2 separate regions of the Mus musculus genome follow, and region 1 is linked to region 2. The links are chromatin contacts, called in public promoter capture Hi-C maps. All regions are on one chromosome and are shown on one strand. Each heading gives the region's core, a stretch centred on a gene start, on an enhancer-like site or on the middle of the called end of the contact. The rest is flanking DNA. Distances are from core to core; before and after follow the strand shown.

What was found. Promoter capture Hi-C pulls out the DNA fragments that hold promoters and counts their contacts.
Region 1: a promoter capture Hi-C map of liver shows a contact between it and region 2, with 7 times the contacts expected there. The contact joins the promoter of Snx9 here to the promoter of 1700102H20Rik in region 2. A contact is called at or near these places in 2 of 39 promoter capture datasets (cranial neural crest and liver) and 1 of 9 other capture datasets (adipose tissue).

What each region holds. Positions count from the first base shown.
Region 1 is chr17:5,839,441-5,843,027 of GRCm38.p6, reverse strand. Snx9 (sorting nexin 9) reads right to left here and starts at 1,704. Exons shown (of 18, transcript NM_025664.6): 1 at 1,482-1,704. The coding sequence starts at 1,493.
Region 2 is chr17:3,555,557-3,559,258 of GRCm38.p6, reverse strand. 1700102H20Rik (RIKEN cDNA 1700102H20 gene) reads right to left here and starts at 1,435. Exons shown (of 2, transcript NR_045303.1): 1 at 1,355-1,435. Tfb1m (transcription factor B1, mitochondrial) reads left to right here and starts at 1,504. Exons shown (of 7, transcript NM_146074.3): 1 at 1,504-1,678. The coding sequence starts at 1,546.

The DNA of each region.
Region 1 (3,587 bases), core at 455-2,954, 2.3 Mb before region 2:
AAGGCTTCGCCACCATCAAATAAAACTTTTTCCTCTGCTTGGATATATGCATTACTTGCTAAGCTGAAGTAGGCATGCATGCCTCAGATCAGTACAAATATTACAGAATAGGGTCTATGTCACAAATCATTGTCAATGTTGCAAGATAACTCTGTAATTGAATTTTCAATTTCTGAAATGTCTAGGCAACAAACCTCAAAAATCCTCTGCTTAAATTAGGTTTCATCTCCAACAAAGTTTGTCACAATATAAGTATATTGAAAGGTAGGTAGTTGTCTTATATCTAGGAAAACCAAGCAACAACTGCTCAGATATACTACTAACAAGGCAATTATTTCAACAGTAGCAGTAGGTTTCTGAAGAAGCTTCATTTACATATAAACACTACACCTAGACAGAGTCAGGACAGAGAAAATGAATTTTTCTGGGCCCCAACTTCAACAGACTAAATGAAATCAGGCACTTCTGACCTTCCAAATTCCTTAACACTTTCCTATACCTTCTATAAACACCCATCTTTAAAAAAAAAAAAAAGTTTTCATCAAGCCAGAAGTAGCTTAGACGTGTCAAAAATAAATCTGGAAAAGGCACGCTGTTTGTAAAGGTGACATAATCAAAGCTCCGAGTACCAGTCTGTCTGCTACCCGCACATCGCAGGTCTATCAGAGGTTCACCTATGGTGCCTCCCACCCCAGGTCCTCACTTCCAAGGCTTAGGCTTTTCCCGGTGGCTATTTCATTCCCAAGTGACTACTGAAACCGCACAAGAAAAAGGAACAGGAGAAACTAATTTTTGTTGTTGTTGTTTTGTTTTTGCAGACTCAGATAGCAAAAACGGACTGCTAATTTCACAAACAATAACAAAAAAATAAGCAAACCAAGATTCCTGGCCATTTACCAAGCAGGAACCAAAGTTCCACTAAGCAGTTGGGGCCTGGGCCTTTTATGTTTTCTTTCTTTCTTTTTCTTTTTTTTCTGCCGGCAAACACGTAATCTAAAAGCACAGTCATTTCCCTCTTGATACTTTATTCGCTCCGAAAACGTCCCATTCAAACAGAAAAAGCCAGCCAAAACCAAAAGGAAAAAATGAGAGCCTGGAAGGCAGTGGACGCGGAGGGAGCGTGACTCCCGGAGGCTGCAGCGTCCTCCCCGCCCGGCTCGAGCGCCGGGCTGCCGTACGGAGGAAGGAGGCAGGCGCCAGGCTCAGTGCGGAGCGGCAGCGTCCGAGTGGCCCGCGCGCTGCTCCGGGGCTACGGGAACTCCGCGTGCCGGGGCGCCCGTCTCCGCTCAGGTGCAAACTTTGCGGAGCCGCCGCCGCCCAGGGGGAGCGGACCCCAGCGCTCGGCGTGACCCCGCTCTGGTGCCCGAGGTCGCGGGGTGAGGGGTGGGGGGAGCTCGCGAGCGACGCGTCGGGGCGCTTCGGCCTCGCCACGGCGCCGCGGAGCCGAACGGCCGGTCCGGCCTGCGCCGCGCGCCCCTCACCTTGGTGGCCATGGCGGGCGGTTCCCCGGCCCCGGCGGGCCGGCTGGTCTCCCGTGCTGCGGAGCTTCGGCCCTAAGCGGGCGGGGAGGTCGACTCCGTCTGCGGTTCGGTGGCTGCGGCCCGGCGCGGCGGCTCCGCCTCAGTCCTGCTCTCGGCGCTCCGGCCCCCGCGGCTCGGCGACTCCCGCCGCCGCCCGCGCCTGCAGTTCCTGAAAGTCCCGGCTGCGCGGCCCCCGCCCCCGCCGGCCAAGCCTCCCATGGACCGCGGCGTGCGCGGCGGAAGCGCGCCTGGGGCCTCGGCCGCAGCCCGGCCTCCTCGCCCGCCCCGGCCTCCGCCCCGACCCCGCCGCCCGCGGCTCCGAGCGCAGGGCCCTGGCTGGAGCGGCGGCTGCGGGGTCGGACGGGCGTCGGGGTCGCGGCCTGGTCGCCGCCGCCGCCGAGCCGTTCGCTGGGCGCGGCGCCGAGGGGGGCTGTGCCTCAGGCCCGGCTCTCTGCGAGCCGGAGAACGGTGATCCCCGGGAACTGACGGGAGCCACCCGCCTGGGATCCCGGGCCCACGGCGGGGCTTGCTGAGGGATCGGGGTGCTTGGGGGTGACTACTGCGAGCGCCACACGGACAAGCCAGCCCAGGGCGAGCAATGGCTTCCTGCATCTAGGCTGCATGGGATTTCTCGGAGGCTGTGATCTGGCCTGGGCTTCTGGGCCTGGACGCTTGGGGACTCCACCTGAGATGACCCAATTCTGCCCTTTGGATTGTTTAAAAATGCCTCAAGAAGTTTGAGGGCGCAACAGGTTTCCTTAAGTTAAAAGAGAAGCCCGAATTATAACATCTTTGATTGAGAGTAGTTTGTCTGCAGTTGGATCTGTATGGGTTTTATTAATAAACGAATGGTTTGAATTGATCGATGAGACTTTCACAAAAGATGAGACTGGAAGATTTACCTTAATCAGTGCAATAGTTTAATGCAGTTGTTTATAATAAGGATGCATCTTCTAGACAAATAAAATCGACTCTCTTATCCCAGGAAGTTGATATTTAATTTTACTGTCAAATTTGTAGCTTCTAGGACTGGGGGTGGTAGAAAGAATGACACATAGGTGTTTGCACCCCAGCACTGGGGAAAAAAAAATGTTTTTTTTTACTGACCAGAGAATTTGCAAGTTACAGCCAAAAATAGTGTTTAAGTGGTAATTCAGAGTTTTCTGTGGATGTTTGTGTGTATCAATGCTATAGTCAGGCATGGAAATATTCTTGTGTCTGTGTGTGTGTTACTGCTAGCTAGTGTCATGTCTACTTGACAAAGGCTAGAGTCATGTTAGAAGTAGGGGACCTCATCTAGGGGAAAACAAAAACAAAAAACACCAGATTGACTTTCAGTCATGCCTGTGGTGTATTTTCTTGATTATTAAAGGTGTGTGAAGGCCCAGCTATGTCGCCCAGCCCACATCTGTGCTGGTGGCCCTTGTTGCTGTAAGAAAGCAGGCTAATCAAGCCCTGGGGGACAAACCAGTAAGCAGCTGCCCTCCATGGCCTCTGCATCAGTTCCTGCCTTCAGGTTCCTGACCTGAGTTTCTGCCCTGATTTCTTTCCATGATGGAGTCTGACACAGGAGCGTAAGCAAAATAAACTCTTTCCTCACCAAGTTGCTTATCATAGGATTTATTTTATCACCACACTAGGAACCCTAACACACACATACAAGTTATGAGTGTGAACATGCATATAGCACGTGTGAAGTCAGAGGACAACTTATAGGAGTCTATTCTCTTCTTCCACCACGTAGGTCCTGGAGGTCAAACTGAGACAGTGGCTGCCGAGTCCTTATCAGCTGAGCCATCTGGGCAGTCCAGGCTGTTGTCCTTCTCCTGACAGGAACAGGGAAGTCATTGAGACCCTTCTTTCTGTATTCTAGACAGGAAGCCCATATCCTATTTAACCCTTTGAAAAAGTTATTATTTATTTACAATGATAAATCATGGCTCAAATAACTGACTTGGTAATATCAAAATTGAAAGTAACCCTAGCCTTAGGACCAACAGCTTCTAAGGACAAATTCTCCATTCAGACTGGGACACGTCAGCAAAGATATTTATCAAAGCATTTTAA
Region 2 (3,702 bases), core at 186-2,685:
CTTCTCCACACGGCCCAGAGTGGTCTGGTTTTACATTAGCTTTTTTTTTTTTTTTTTTTTTAAACTACCAGAACCATAAACGATGTGTAATTCACTTATAACCAAGTGAAATCAGACGGAAAAAAGTAAAAATCTTCCCACTTATGAAAAATATTTTAAAAGTTTTCATTTCTTTCTTGTGTTCTCAGACATCACAGGAAGACAGAACCTATTTGTCTTCTCTTGGTACTTGGATTTTAACCCTCAAATAGCCTTTCTCCATTGGATTCCCTGCCTGATGAGTAAGCCTTCCGTTTCCACTCTGAAGTGTGGGAAAGTGGCTGAACCGCCCCAAGTCTCACTTTCACCACTACGTAATAATAAAATCTACCCGAATCTGTATGGTAACAATTAGTGAGCGAATAATTCCAAACCACTCAGTTGTGAGACCTGGCACACATTTCTTTTAGTTGAGCTTTTTAAAAGAGCAACCCCTTTATGGTTCACTCTGAGAGCAGTGGAGAGACCACAATGCTTGCAGCATGAATGAGCTTTTAGAAAAAGCTTCAAAGGCTAAAAGAGTGGTCCTGATGCTGACCTTGCTGGCATTGCTTAAAAACAGCAGCCACCGCGCATGCACTAGACTACAGCTGGAATCTGTGAACTTCCAGCTTTACGAAATTCGTGGCCTCGCAGGGCTTTCTTGATCCTGTTTTAATCGGAAGTTAGCAATATGTGTCCTGTTTCGCAAGACTACACCTGAGAGATTTAAAAGGGAATATGAAATAGTAACAAGTGGTATCAAAAACACTTCTCGAAGTTTAAAGTGCTTAGCTCAAGAGACAAAATTACAGCATATTTAAAGACCCAGAATGGCTTTCATTCACCATTCTAAAATTAGGCAGCCCTTGGAATTCTTTCAAACAACTCCGGCCAGAAAATGGACATTGTTCAATGACAAGAAAAGAGAAATTATCTAGAGACACAGTTTAGTTGGTTACGGTTAGCTTTTTGCTTTACTTGAGTCAGTTGGTCTCTTGCTATTGGTTAAAGCTGGGGTGCTGTTAACGGGCTGGCATTCAGCCATTTGCTCTAAAGTCTAAGTCTTAAACTCGGTTTTCAGCAGGCTTACCTTAAATAAGCCTATAGTTCTCTATGGAACTAAGTTCTGAAAGAAGTAATGGACGCGAAGAAATAAAAAGTATCTAGCCTACGGGGGTGGGGCGGTAACCAGTCTACAAACAGCAAGCAACCAATCACCATCTTTCCTGCTACAAATCAAAAGTCAAGCCTTTGGAATGTCAAAGGCCTGCGGAGCCTCCCAGAGGTTACAAAGACCACGCCTCCTAGCCTCCGCCCCCTCTCCTCTCCCAACCTGCACCGCTTTCGGCCTGACGCGTCCTGAGCTCCCAGTACATACAGACTTCCTGTCAGTTTCGTCATTTCCGGCAGGTTTCTCCATCCAACCAGGTGGCCTCAGAGGCGGGCAGTCTTCTCCAAGGTCCCACCCCCTGCGCGCCGTGCACCTTTCCAGCCGCTGCGCGTGGCTGTGTATGTGGGTCTCTCATGGCTGCCTCGGGGAAGCTCGGCACTTTCCGCCTTCCCCCGTTGCCCACCATTCGGGAGATCATTAAGTTGTTCGGACTGCGAGCGGTGAAACAGCTTTCCCAGAATTTCCTCCTGGACTTGAGGCTGACAGGTGGCTGAGTCGTCAGTTCGCCCGGGTCTCCGTGGTGGGCGCGGCCGGGTGATGGAGCGGGTTGGGGCGGGCGGCTGTCAGTCAAGCGCTGCTCCTCCGGTCCTCGCGGGCTAGGGCGACGACTGGTCGACCGCTTTGCGGGCGGGAGATGTTTCCCGCGCGCTTTATGATGCGCCAACCTGCCTCTCGTTAGCCCGGCTCAGTAAAGCGCGTCTGTAAGCTCAGCACTCGAGGAGCAGAGGCAGGAGGATTGCCGCCAGTTAGAAACAGATGGACTCTTTCAAAAACGAAACCAAGAGAGTAAATAGGATAAACGTTCACTTAAGTCTAGGGATCCCTCTAGGGACTGGAGATTCGCTCTGTAAAGTCATACTAACCAAACGGCGCCTACAGCTACCTTGTGCCAATGCTGGGACCACCGTCCCAACAACAGCCCTGAGTTTGCAGTTAATAAGTTGACATTCTCCGGCTTCTTTAAAAATTACTTTTATGCGATTAAACTTATATAGGGTGAAGGTCACCAGTTTGACACCCATGTTTTGATGAGTTTTCACAGGTGTTTGTTGGTTTACTTACCACCCATGTCATAGTAATGCTCTCCTCTTGAGAATAAGATCCATCTGTTGCAAATAAAGGTGCTAGCTGACTGTTGGAGTACTTAGCATGTTAACCCCCTCAAGTTAAAAGGGTAAGTGTGTCATACACACACTCCGTCCCCAAAATCAATTTTGATTGCATGGACCACAAAGCATAAGTTACTTTTATTTCTTGTTTTTGGAGCCTTTATTCGACCCGTAGAATTTGGGTAAAACAGTTAACTCCACTTAAGTTTTCTCATCTCTTATTTGATAGAAAGGCCTACAAGGACCTTAGGATGCCTACTTTTAGATTCTTTGGTTCTAGCATCCTCTCCCAGTCATGCTAAATATAAGCACATGCTAAATATAAGCACCATTCTCTGCTGAAATGCAGTCTCCTATGTCTAAGGCTGGCCTCAAGCTCACTACATGGCAGGTGTTATTGAGTGTCTGGCCCTCCTGCCTTCTCCCAAGAACCGAAATGAAAAGCATATGCCACCATGCTCAGTTACTGATTGCTGACTGTGTAACCCAGGGCTTCACACATGCTAGGCAAGCACTCTTATCAGTTAATTGAATTACATCACCAGCCATTCAATTTGTTATCTATGTTCTCATGTGTGTCCCTGGAGTAAGTTCCAGATTCTTAGGTTCTCTATTCAGTCTTTGTGAGGGTGGGGGGTGGGGTGGGGGGAGGGGGAACCAGAGTGAAAGCAAATAAAGGTGCTTGTCCTAGAGAACTCAGGTGGAGCAGGGTTGAACCAGACTTAGGGGGTTGACACCTCGTCTATGTCTGGTTGCACTTAAGCGTTCCTGCAAAGTTTAAGAATGAAACCACTGCCCCACCTGTTGCTGCTTTCCATTTTCAAACTGAGTTCAGAATTCCCTGGTTTAATAAATGACTCTGATGCCCTCCGAGAGACCAGTTGGTAACTGGTAACCAAACAATGATTTGGTTTTAGAATCCCCACCTTGGTTCGAGGTCCTCTCCAGCCATTTGCTTTTCTTTATGACATTGTACAAATTAAACAATAGACAAGGACAGCGTGCAGTTCAGATAAATTATATTAGAGTGGTAGCTGCAGGAATTAGGTTAGGGCATGTACGTACCAAGACGCAAAGCTGGCTAGGGCTGCTGATTTCCTCACTGTAGCTGTACAATACTGTTTGGAAATACGTAAGCAACATTTTGCCTTTAAGTTTACCTAGATAGATAATAACCATCAACTGGGACTGTACAGTGACAAGAAGTGCTAGTATGTATTTAGTAACAAAATTTCCACCATCCAAGGAGGTGTGGGTTTTAATATCTTGCAGTTAATAAAAGCAGTCCATTGTGTTTTTTCCAGAGCGATGGTTAGTTACAGTGGCTACCTTTATGTGTGTGATTTCTTAGGTTCTGCCAACTTAAACTAACTGAACAGTTAGTAATTCCATCTTAACATG